Regions from separate parts of the Callithrix jacchus genome. Here region 1 is linked to region 2. Evidence: chromatin contacts called from public Hi-C data. All regions are on one chromosome and are shown on one strand. Each heading gives the region's core, a stretch centred on a gene start, on an enhancer-like site or on the middle of the called end of the contact. The rest is flanking DNA. Distances are from core to core; before and after follow the strand shown. Region 1 holds the start of DNAJC9 (DnaJ heat shock protein family (Hsp40) member C9). Region 2 holds the start of CFAP70 (cilia and flagella associated protein 70).

Region 1 (6,250 bases), core at 3,033-5,532, 140 kb after region 2:
AAAACTTTGGGAGGCCGAGGCAGGCAGATCACCTGAGGTCAAGAGTTTCAGACCAGCCTGGCCAACATAGTGAAACCTCATCGCTACTAAAAATGCGAAAAAATAAATTAGCTGGGCGCGGTGGCGTGTGTCTGTAGTCCCAGCTATTGGGGAGACTGAGACAGAAGAATCACTTGAACCCAGGAGGGGGAGATTGCAGTGAGCCAAGATCATGCCACTGCATTCCAGTGTGGGCGACAGAGGGAGACTCCATCTCAAAAAAAAAGAATGATTTTCCTTCTCTCTAGGTTGTCCAGGACTGAAGTGAGAGCTGAAGTTGTGATCTAATTGGCATTTTGAATCTGGAGACCCCATTTGTGGACTCCTTTGTAAGACATTTTGGGTGACTGGTATTTTATTCTAAAAACAGGAATAGTGTGTTTTGAATGGCCATCTGTTAGCTTATCTTTTTTAAAGGGGAATACTTTTAGGAAGTAGACATCCAGTGTCTCCTTGCCAGGGAGAAGTAGTACAGAGTTCGGCAAGTGAGGAGCATGGTTTACATCCATACAATGGGTCAGATCTCATCTCCGTTCTGCGAGACAAAGTTCCTAGGGAAGCATTGGCTTATACTGTGTTATAATTGAAAAATCTGTTGTTTTTAGGTCTTGCTGGCTTTTTCCCTCTGCATCCTATGATGATCACAGATGCTGAGAGACTGCGAAGGAAACGGGCACGTGAAGTCCTGTTAGCTTCTCAGAAAACAGATGCAGAAGCTACAGATACAGAAGCTACAGAAACATAAGTGAGCTGACTTAAAGGAGCATAGCAGTGGGAACAAGGTCAAGGTCCTCTTGAAACACTGCAGAGATCTTACTTTTGTTAGATTTGGAGTACAATAAATGGAGTATCCTGAGTTGCCCTTGCTCTTCTGGCCTGGCCTGCACAGGCCCCAGGGAGAGATTTCTGCTTGTGTGACATAGAGCTGGGTGTGGGTACTAACTAGCTTTTTTGGACTTTCTCTTGGGAAAGATAGTGGCTGTGGGAGGATTGGACTTTTGAATTGGGCTCTGGGTCTCCTGGACAACTTTACAATCTACTGGCTTCCAAGACTTCCTGCTTCAAAACCTCCAGCCAGATTATTCATGGCCCATTCAAATCTTCATGTTCTTCCCTTAAGTGCAAGAACAGTTACCTTTCTTACTGATTTTGTAATTGTAGAATTATATTGTCTTGCTTAATGCATATTCCTTTTTTTCTGAGACAGAATCGGTCTCTTGCCAGGCTGGAGTGCAGTGGCGCGATCTTGGCTCACTGCAATCTCTGCCTCCCAGCTTCAAGGGATTCTTCTGCCTCAGCCTCCCAAGAAGCTGGGATTACAGGCACCCATTACCACACCCAGCTAATTTTTGTATTTTTAGTAGAGACAGGTTTTCATCATGTTGGCCAGGATGATCTCGATCTCCTGACCTTGTGATCTGCCTGCCTTGGCCTCCCAAAGTGCTGAGATTACAGGCGTGAGCCACTGCATGCATAAATATACAAAGGTAGATTGTTTTGCTTTTGGGCTATAATCTACCTTTTTTTTTTAGATAGAATTTCGCTCTTATTACCCAGGCTGGAGTGCAATGACATGATCTCGGCTCACCGCAACCTCCGCCTCCTGGGATCAAGCAGTTCTCCTACCTCAGCCTCCCGAGTAGCTGGGACTACAGGCTGCGCCACCATGCCCAGCTAAGTTTTTGTATTTTTAGTAGAGACGGGGTTTCACCATGTTGACCAGGATGGTCTCAATCTCTTGACCTAGTGATCCACCCTCCTCGGCGTCCCAAAGTGCTGGGATTATAGGTGTGAGCCACCATGCCCGGCCAATCTACCTTTTAAGAATGAGAAACTGCTGGGTTTAAGGGAGTTCAGAATGAATCAAGACTGAAACATTCAAATGTGGTTGTGGTTTCTGCATATATTATGGATGGGATCCTTCTGAGAATACTGGAATAGCGAATTTTGACACCAAGCCAATTCAGCTGTGAACCTTATTCTTCTACTTTTCTTTCTTGCTGGTAATTTTATGGAGCAGGTTAAGAAAGTTGCTCTGTGTTGGGATAAACTCTGTACCAATAATTTTGAGAACCTGTGATGAGTGATGCATTTTACTTGTACCTTTTCCTTCCTACCTTGATGCCAGTAATGTATAAGGGATCTTTATAGTTTGAATGTATTTGAATAATTTCAGTATCCTTTAGCTCTACTTTTTTATTTGACTCAAATAAATAAGACCATTCATAGGTCTCAAATATTCTCATGTGTTTTAAAAGCCTGAAGTCAATGAGGTGAAACTCAACATCAATAATATGAAGTAACTTATAAAGAAATAATGTAAAGAAATCACTGGGGCATTGGCTCACACCTGTAATCTCAGCACTTTGGGAGGCTGAGGTGGAAGGATCACTGGAAGCCAGAGTTCAAGACCAGCCTGGGCAAGACACCGTCTCCAAAAAATTTAAAAATTAGCTGGGCATCGTGGTGCTCACTCATAGATCCAGCTACTCAGGAGGCTGAGTCACTTGAGCCCAGGAGGCCAGTGCTACAGCAAACTATGATTGTTCACTACAGTATTGCCTGGGCGACAGTAAGACCCTGTCTCAAAAAGAAAAAACATTAGGTAGTTTGGCTGGACCATAATAATTAATTTGATTTTCTGGTTTTCAAAAATGTGAGTTACAATAAAAGAATATTTCAATGTGCTATTTCGGTTTTCAGTAGCAAAAATGTATATGTAGAAAAATGTTACTGTATGTGAGTACCTTAAAAAATGTGAGAAACTGGAAGAAAGAAAATACTGTAAAGCATCTACATATATCCTAGGCCTTTTGTATACACAGTTATTTGTGATGATTACAAGGTATTATGAAGGCAGGTAGGGTTATGTCCATTTTACCGTCAGGGAAGCTGAAGCCTAGAGGTGGAAACTTGTTCAGTGATGTAAGATTTATACCTTCGTTATACCCTGGAAAGCCCTTCCCAACATGTTGTCCATACAGGGAAAAAAATGAGCAAAGATAAGTGGCTTAACTCTGATATGTGAGTAAGATATAGGAAATTTATAGAGGAGTTTCTCTCAATGTGCCAACTTATTTTGTTCTGTGTTTTATATTCTGAGAATGATCACCAGCCATCCCAAATTCTGTGGTTGTTAAAGCTCCCCCGGGGTTGTTCCTGGTTGGCCCCCACTTGCTTTGAGACTGATGCAAGGGCAGGTTGAGAGGAAAAGTGACTTTAGCTGGGTTTGTTCTTGGATCTGGGAAAGAGATGTGCTTTGAAAATCATGGCAACTCTGGGAGGTTAAAAAGATATTAATGTATCCTAGAGAGTTTGAGGCTTTGCAGAAATTTACTGGCAGAGCAGAATGATTCTGGTAAGTGTTAAGTCGGTGAGGGGATGAGATATATGATATTTTCTGCCAAGTTGGGTATTCTCTCAAGTATTCATTTTGCATTGCTTATCCTTTAAGATATGAATATACATATTTCCTTTGTGAGCTTATCCTACTTCCAGAGTTTTCTCCCCAGCCTGAGCCTTGCTTTGGGTCTTCAGGCCCAAGTTTCTCCCCATGTCTTGGATGATTGCCCCCACCTACCCTGCTGCCACCTGGGATCCAACATGCTCAAACCCAGCTGTGAACTAAACAGAGTATTAAAAGAAAGAGCCTTTGCTTCAGCAGTTTATGTTAAGACGGGGGCTTGGGTCATCTCATCTCCACGAATGTGTAAGGTGAAAGTCCTGTTAGATAAGAGTTTTTGGAAGACCCATGTTTTGTGCTTTTTGGGTTTCAGTATAAGGTTTTTCCTGCAGGGCTGCAGGGAAAGTTCCCGAGCATTTCCAACCAGTGAGGTGCAAAATTATTTGGGCCTACAACTCTACCTATTCCTTTCACAATCATTTTTGAAAAAACACATCTGTTAAGCTGAACCATGTGAAACTGCTGAATGCTGATGTTTGGCAGTTTTCTACTTAAAAAATAGGCCAGCAGTTTTAAAATTCAACTTAATATATGAACTTTTTGAAAAAGCTTTTCTGGGAAACTAAACGGAAGACGGACGCCAGATTTCTAGAGCAAGGGGAGGAGGGACCCGAGCAACATCTCTTCCCAGTAACTCCTGGCTCCTGCGCGCGGCCAGTAATTTCGACTCCGCCCGCCGACTCACCTGCCCGCCTTGCCACGCCCCATTTTGCGGCCGCCGTAAAGTGGCTGCGCGGCGTGGCCACGCCCCTTCAGCGCTTGTTGTGACGCAGGCGCCCTAGGCTTTTTGAGCGGGAAAAAGAAGCAACCCTGAGTGGTACCCGGCGCTGTTGGGAGCAGCTGCTTTCTCCCAGGCCCTATCTCCCGTCCCTGGCATGGGGCTACTGGAGCTTTGCGAGGAAGTGTTCGGCACCGCCGACCTTTACCGGGTGCTGGGCGTGCGACGTGAGGCCTCCGACGGCGAGGTCCGACGAGGCTACCACAAGGTGTCCCTGCAGGTGCACCCCGACCGGGTGGGCGAGGGCGACAAGGAGGACGCCACTCGTCGCTTCCAGGTATGCAGGATCCCGCCCCGAGGCCGACGGGCCACCCGGGCCGCCTCCGCCTTTTGGCTACCGGGCCCTGCCCGGGGGAGCGCACTGAACTGGTCTTTGCGCCTCCTGATCTTGTCTCGTGCCGCGGTTTCGGTGGGAGGAGCAGGGATGACTTACGGATACTCTCTGCCCTCAGATCCTGGGAAAAGTCTATTCCATTCTCAGTGACAAAGATCAGAGAGCAGTGTACGATGAGCAAGGAACAGTGGACGAGGACTCTCCTGTGCTCACCCAAGACCGAGACTGGGAGTCGTATTGGCGGCTACTCTTTAAAAAGGTAGGGGATTCTGGAGGTTTGCTTGTGACTGTTACCATCATTCGATCAACAAACCTTTATTAATTGCCTCTAAGGTCTTGTGTTAATTTTGTAGGAATGAGGAATTTTGAGTTTGGCCTTGAAATATAAATACACTTACTGAAACAGGCTTTTTATTTCCTGTTAATGCGACTGTTGCACTAAAAAGGGCCGATTTATTTTTTTGTAGGATGATGCACTTTATTTTACATATCCAATGTAAGTCCTGATTCCGGGTCGCCTTTCATCCTTGGGAACTTCACTTACATTTCTCTTCCCTGGTCCCTAGTTAGCAGTTGTGAAGACTGGACTTAGAAAGGAGAACTCCGGAAAAGCTTAGGCATAGAAAATCTGGTTCAACAATTGCAACTCAAGCAACTGTTGTGTTACAGTAATTCAACACCTAACTCTAGTTTTACTAGTGTACCTTTTATTTAAAGTAAAACTCCCAAAGTTAAAGCAAATCTCCTTTATTATCAGATATCTTTAGAGGACATTCAGGCTTTTGAAAAGACATACAAAGGTTCAGAAGAAGAGCTGGCTGATATTAAACAGGCCTATCTGGACTTCAAGGGTGACATGGATCAGATAATGGAGTCTGTGCTTTGCGCGCAGTACACAGAGGAACCCAGGATAAGGAATATCATTCAGCAAGCTATTGACGCCGGAGAGGTCCCATCCTATAATGCCTTTGTCAAAGAATCGAAACAAAAGATGAATGCAAGGAAAAGGAGGGTAAGATTTTGAATACTGTTGATTTATATCTTGACTGCTTCCAAAAAGGATTTGAGAGTATTTACAGCAGTAGAAGTAAACATAAAGCTCCAGAAATGACTAGGGTTCACTTGGTCTGATAGCTTTCATCTAATAAAATGGACATACTGGAGGCACGCCTGTAATCTCTGCACTTTGGGAGGCTAGGGTGGGTGGACCACGAGGTCAAGAGATTGAGACCATCCTGGACAACATGGTGAAAATACCATCTCTACTAAAAATACAAAGATTAACTGGGCGTAGTGGCACGTGCCTGTAATCCCAGCTACTTAGGAGGCTGAGGAAGGAGAATTGCTTGAACCCGGGAGACAGAGGTTGCAGTGAGCCAAGATCGTGCCACTGCACTCCAGCCTGGCGACAGAGTAAGACTCTGTCTCAAAAAGTAAAAATAAAAAAAATAAATAAATAAAATGGGCATACCAGTTCATCAAGAGAAACTATTTTTCTAGTATATTGTGCTCACAATGATTTTTATTGTTTAACTCTTACCATAGTAAAGTAGCACTGAAGTCTTTTTTTCATATGGGCCAATTCTTGTAGCCTTGTTGAGGCAACCCTCAGGAGATAAAGTTAATGGAGCCTGGA
Region 2 (6,822 bases), core at 3,445-5,944:
TCATATATCTGTTGGCCATTTCTATACTTTCTTTCGAGAACTGTCTAGTTCTTTTGCCCATTTAAAAATCCGATTATTTGTGGGGTTTTTTTTTTTGGTGTCGAGTTTCTTTACATATTCTGGATATTAACCCCTTGTCAGATGCATAGTTTGTAAATATTTTCTCCCATTCTATATACTGTCTCTTCAATCTGTTGATTGTTTCCTTTGCTGTGCAGAAGCTTTTAAGTTTGCTGTCATCCCATTTGACTATTTTTGTTTTGCTGTCCATGTTTTGAGGTCTTATCCAAAAATTCCTTGCTCAGACCAATGTCAAAGCATTTTTCCTATGTTTATTTCTAATAGTTTCATAGTTTCAGGTCTTATGCTTAAAGCTTTTATCCATTTTGAGGCTATTTTTGTATATGATGATGGGGATCTAGTTTTTTTCTTCTGCATGTGGCTAGTGAATTTTTGTGATACATCACTCAAACCGAAGGAAGGATAAAAACCATATGCTCATTTCCATATATGCCGAAAAAGCACTTGGTAATGTTCAATATCCCTTCATAACCAAACAAAACGAAACTCTCAACAAAATAGATATGGAAGGAACATACCTCAGTACAATAAAGGCCATGTATAACAGACCCACAGCTAACATACTGAATGAGGAAATGTTGAAAGCTTTTTCTCTAAAATCTGGAACAAGATAAGGATACCCACTTTCACTACTTCTATTCAACATAGTATTGGAAGTTCTAGCCAGAGTTATTAGGCAAGAGAAAGAAACAAAGGGCATCTGAATTGAAAAGAAGTCAAAGTTCCTGTCTTCATAAGATGACATGATCTTATACACAGAAAACTCTAAAGATTCCACCAAAAACTGCCAGAAGTAATAAATTCAATAAAGTTTCAGGATACAAAAGCAACATAACAAAAATAAGTAGCATTTCTATATGCCACTAGTGAACTATCTGAAAAAGAAATCCAAAATGCAATCCCATTCACAACTGCTACCAAAAAAAAAAAAACCTAGCAAGTTTTAACCAAGGAGGCGAAACATCTCTACAATGAAGACTATAAAACACTGATGAAAGAAATTGAAAAACACACAAATAGTATCCTCTGTTCATGAATTAGAATAATTAATATTTTCAAAATATTCATACTTCCCAAAGTGATCTACAGATTCAATACAATTTTTATCAATATGCCAATGACATTCTTCACAGAAATAGAAAACTCTTAATATTTGTAGTTTTACTTCTTTAAGTCATTGGTCCATTTTGAGTTATTTTTTGTGTATGGTGTGAGGTAAGGGTCCAACTTCATTCTTTGCATGTGGACATTGTTTTTCCTTGTACCATTTGTTTAAAAGACTATATTGTCCTCCCAACCCATTAGATTGTCTTGGCACTTTTATTAAAATTTATCAGTTGACTATAAATGTAAGAGTTCATTTCTGAACTCTCGATTCAATTGATTCTTTATGTCTATCTTTATGCCTTTATTATTGTCTTGATTACTTGATTACTGCAGCTTTATAGAAAGTTTTGAAATTTGGAAGTGTGAGTTTTCAAGTGTGAGTTTTCTACTTCAAGATTGTTTTGGCTACTCTGAGTCCCTTGCATTTCCATATGAATTTTAGGATCAGCTTGTAAAAAAAAAAAAAGTTGGGATTTTAATAGTGATTGCTTTCAATCTGTAGATCAGTTTGAGGATGAGCAATATTATTTGATTGTATTATTGAGCATCAGAAGTGCATTGACTTTGGAAGTAACAAATTAGCTAATTAGAAACAAGCCTTTTAGAGTAATGATGAGAGAGGAATTTGTTGAACTAGTGCATCATTTAGTGGAGGGAGGCCTTTGAAACTCAGACTAAGGCATTCGAATTTTATTAGAGATTTTTATTTTTTTTTTTATTTCATTTATTTTTTTTAAAAAGATGGGGTTTCATTATGATGGCCAGGCTGGTCTTGAACTCCTGACCTCAGGTGATCCACCCACCTCGGCCTCTCAAAGTGCTAGGATTACAGGCGTGAGCCACTGCGCCTGGCTCAATTAGAGGTTTTTACAGTTTTTTCCCTTAAATTGGTCTGCATATGTAGATGATTTTATTATGATTCCAGTACTATTATATTTTCCATTGCACTAAAGAGAGCTTTTTCCACACAGAAGTGGATGATTTTAATCAGTCAAAAAATATCAAATACCTTTCAAACAGAGTGGCCACTGCTAACCACTGTAGGAGAATAAAAGAACTGTAACACAAACACACACGTGGGAGACTGAGGTGGGAGGATCGCTTGAACCTGGGAGGCGGAGGTTGCAGTGAGCCAAGATCCTGCCACTGCACTCCAGAGCAAGACTGTCTAATTTAAAAAAAAGCCTGGGCATGGTAGCTCACGCCTATAATCCCAGCACTTTGGGAGGCCAAGCCGGGTGGATCACCTTAGGTTAGAAATTCAAGAGCAGCCTGGCCAACATGGTGAAACCCCATCTCTACTAAAAATACAAAAATTAGCCAGGCGGTGATGGGCACCTGTAATCCCAGCTACTTACATAGCTGAAGCACAATAATCGCCTGAACCCAGGAGGTGGAGGTTGCAGTGAACCCAGATTGCACCACTGTACTCCAGCCTGGGCGACAGCAATACTCCATCTTAAAAAAAAAAATTGTAATAGACAGCCCTTGCTCTCAGGCACCCTACAGTTGAATGGAGAATAATTACGTTTAAGGAAGTGACACCTGTTATTTATCCTTGCTTGCCTAAGACCTTGAAGCAAAGTACTAAGTAGACCAAGATCATGAGTTATTTCTGGAAGAACAACTCCCTATTAAAGATTTGGCCCTAACCCCAACCTATTAAGTAGAAAACGTGTGTCATGTGCAAGTGGGATAGCTTTCTCAGTGCAAATTCATCCACAACAGTCACTTGAGAAAAAATCCAGAGAGAAACACCTTAGTAATACTGCAACTTTCAAAAAATATTTCTCTTTATATAATTGTAATGTTTATTAGTAGAAATAACAATTATTTTAAAATTTGATTCTAGTAACTATATCCTAGGCAAAGAGCTTCCCAGGGAGAGTGGCTATGTGTGTGTATATATTTTAATAATTTATTTTGCAGTTATCTCAAATGTATAGAAAAGTTGCTCAAACAGTGCAAGGAAGTCCCATGTCCCCTTCACCCAGATTCCCAAATAGTTAACAATTCATTGCACTTGCATATTGCTCAATGTGTGTGTGTGCATGTGTGTGTGTACATGTGTATGTATCCCTTGTTAGTCTTTCTGAACATTTTGAGAGTCAAGAGAGCATATTGAAGAGATAGTGTCTCATAACTCCTAAACACACCAGTGTGTATTTCCCCCTAAACAGGGACACTTTCCTACCTAAAAACAAACTTCCACATCAGAAAATCAATATCGGTACAACACTACCATCCAATTCAGATGAGATCAGGCATGTTCAGAGTGGTATGCGATTCACAGAGCTAATTAACATTTTGCCCACTGTCCTAACAATGTTGTTTTCCTTTCTGGTCCAAAATGCTATACAAAGATACATATTGCATTTAGTTGTCATATAGCCTCAGTCAGAGACAGTTCCCAGTCTTTCCTGTCTTTGGATGGTCCACAACCTGAGTTCTTTTGATGGTAGGAAAACCAAAAAGGATGCTTTGTTTTTTTTATTTCACCAGGAGGCTCACAATGTAGACTCCTACCAACACTGGTGATGTTAACCATGATCACCTGATCATGTTGGTTGCCTCCATTCACTGTTTTCCCCTCTGTAATCGAGTAGTATTCCCTGGGAGAAGCATTCCAAAATCACACCAATATTCCATGCCTCATAGAACATCTACCCACTAGCCTTGTCGTTCATTGAAGACTCCTGCCTGAAACATCCTCCTCGGTAGTTGTCAAATGGTGGTTCTGTATTTCCATCCTTCTCTCTACACTTCTGGGTTGGCATCCTACTGTAGAGTTTTCCTTTTTCTCTGTATCAACACGGACTTTCATATTCCTATTTTATTCAATGGGTTGTAATCCATTATTGTCGTTGTTTACTTTCATGCTCAAATTGTCCCTTATTTGGCCCATGGAGTCCCTTCAAGCTGGTTTTTAACACTGCAACATTTTAAAGTATATATATTGCCAAGATTCATCCATGTTGTGTGTGTGGCTGCAGTTCATTAACTTTGACTGCTTTTAAGATGCCATTTTGTGAATATACCACAGTTTGTTGGTCCACTCTTCCACTAATCCGTCGACGGGCACTTGGGTTGTTTCCAGGTTATTGCTATCGTGTTTTGCTATTCTAGCTCTTTAATGGTAAATTTTGAATGCATTAAAATTTGTATTAACATGATAAACTTCAGGTCTGTTTATTGTACAAATATTAAGAACCTAGAAGCAAGGTCATTTTGTACTCTCATCAACAGTGCATGACACGCTCATTTGAGAAATATTGTCTTATTGCATATTTCATGGAGAAATATTTAAATGGTGTTTTCAAATCCGTTTAAGAAAGGCCTTTTTCTTTAAATAAGCTTTCTTTTGTTGTTTTCCCTCTTATTATGGAGAAATACTGAAATAAAGTCGAGAAAGCAAAATGTAAAGGTGGAAACCTGCGCCCTTAACCCAGACTCTTGCCAAGTTAAACGCGGAAACGACAAGAACTCGAAGTCAGGCGGCGGCAGCCGACGCCAGGGCGCAGGCGCAGGAACTCAGCGTCCCGCTCCCTGCTCCGGTCCCCAGAAAGTTATCGCGAGTCTTGGAATAAGCTTGCTGCGATTGCCAAAAGTAAGTTCTCGCGAGAGGTAGTTGGTTGCTATAGTTGTCAAAAGCGTAACTGCGGCTGCCGCAGGTAAGACCATGATCCCTCCTGAGGAAACCCTCTCTTCCCCGCCTCCCCACCCCGGCCCTGCGGCCACACCACCCCGGTCACCCCTCTCTCAGCTAAAGCCAGGCTGAAAATTCCGTTATTTAGACGGAAAAACCGCTGCTGACTCGGCTAGGTGAAGACGACTTTGCCGCCAGCCCCAGCCCCGCGACCCCCGCAGGATCGCGGACTTAAACCCTACTTTTCCGCTTCTCATCACAGGCCCCTTCAGTCCGCGCTGACTGTGCCTGTCTCCAGACCACATCCGGTCACATCGCCTCCTTCGTCCAACGTTTTTCTCACTGGACTCTCCCCTTGCAGCTTCTTCCGAGCAGATGACAAGAAACGCATGCCTTGCTGAGGGCAAAAAGAGTCCCCCACCCTAGCTGCCCTGACCATAACTTTAGTCCTATTTTTTGCATTCATAGTTTAAACACTACCCGAACGCCTCTTGTATAGACATGGTGCCAGGAACTCGGGGTCTGTAAATATGCATGAGATAGGTTACATGTCTTCAAGGGTGTAATCGAGCTCCCAGGAAAAACGCTGCATATTATTAATAGCATTTGTGCAGTGCTTCATAGCTTAAATAGCTTTAATATCTTAGGGGACATTCACAACAAATGTGAAACAGGTTGAAAGTTATCCATTTTACAGAAGGTGAAACTGAGTCTTAGAGAAGTTAGGCATTTGCCCAGGGACACATAATTATTAAGTAGGAAATGTCTTGAATCCCTGGTCTTCATAAATAGGACAACTTGTGGTAGGTAATGCCAAGAGAAGTGTAAAGTGCTAACTGAATTCAGAGGAAAGGCAAGCTTTTCCAACTGAGAAGCTTCATAGACTAGGAAGCATTTGAGCTGGATCTTAAAGAATGAGTAGGATTTGCTGTAGAGACGGAGTGAGGAGAAAGGGAGAGAGAATTCCAGGGAGAAGGAAAAATGCAGAGGTTCAAAAGTGACTAAATGCAGGTAATCTTTGAAAAATACTAAGCAAGAGCATAAGCTAGAAGAGGGGAGAAGTTGACTGGCACTGCAAGATCCTAGAAAACCCTGAATGTAGTACTACATTTAACTGCAGTTAAACTGTAGTGTTAACAGTTTATTTGGTAGGTGAGAGGGAACAACACAGTGATATTCAGATCTGTACTTTAATAAGGTATTTAACTGCTTGTCTCTTCTCATTTTCTCCCAATTTTTTCTTACACCTTACTCCAAGCCTACTAAGCTACTTGCTCTCTCGCTCTCGCTCAGTCTCTCTCTCTCTCTCTCTCTCTCTCTCTCTCCCCCCTCCCTCGTGTGTGTGTGTGTGTGTGTGTGTGTGTGTGTGTGTGTCGTTTTGCCTCTGAACCTTTTTGTTTTGTTTTGAGACGGAGTCTTGCTCTGTCGCCCACGCTGGGGTGCAGTGGCGCGATCTCCGCTCATTGCAACCTCCGCCTCCAGGTTCAAGCAATTCCCCTGCTTCAGCCTCTCGAGTAACTGGGATTACAAGTGCATGCCACCACCCTCGGCTAATTTTCTTTTTTGTTAGTAGAGACGGGGTTTCACCATGTAGGCCAAACTGGTCTTGAACTGAGGCAATCCGCTCACCTCAGCCTCCCAAAGTGCCAAGATTACAGGCATAAGCCACCGCGCCCGCCCCGCCTCTGAACCTTTTAAAATCTGTTCCCTTTCTTGGAATATCCTTCACTTTAGTTTATGAAGACATAGTTCCAGGGTACTTCCTCCAAGATTTTCCTGGCATGCACATGTATTCTCAAATCCAGCCAGGTCCCAGCTTCATTCAGCACTTCCTTGCTGAATGACTGATGATAAGATAACAAACTTCTCTGAAACTCAGTTTTTTTCACTCAAATAGAGATTTAAGAATCACCTAGAAGGGAGGCTACATGTAAGATAATACATGTGAAGCACACCTGGTACACTGGCTGTAATCAGTTAATTTCTTT

What was found. Hi-C and Micro-C count contacts between places; a contact is called where the count stands out from the background.
Region 1: a contact with region 2 is called in a Hi-C map of skeletal muscle, with 4 times the contacts expected there. The contact joins the promoter of DNAJC9 here to the promoter of CFAP70 in region 2. A contact is called at or near these places in 2 of 3 Hi-C or Micro-C datasets (induced pluripotent stem cells and skeletal muscle).

Annotation. Positions count from the first base shown.
Region 1 is chr12:56,906,834-56,913,083 of calJac240_pri, forward strand. It overlaps DNAJC9 (DnaJ heat shock protein family (Hsp40) member C9), which reads left to right and starts at 4,283. Exons shown (of 6, transcript XM_054242331.2): 1 at 4,283-4,557; 2 at 4,733-4,873; 3 at 5,372-5,626. The coding sequence starts at 4,378. MRPS16 (mitochondrial ribosomal protein S16) reads left to right here. Exons shown (of 3, transcript XM_002756240.7): 3 at 645-2,280. The coding sequence ends at 784.
Region 2 is chr12:56,765,577-56,772,398 of calJac240_pri, forward strand. CFAP70 (cilia and flagella associated protein 70) reads left to right here and starts at 4,695. Exons shown (of 28, transcript XM_078345557.1): 1 at 4,695-4,795.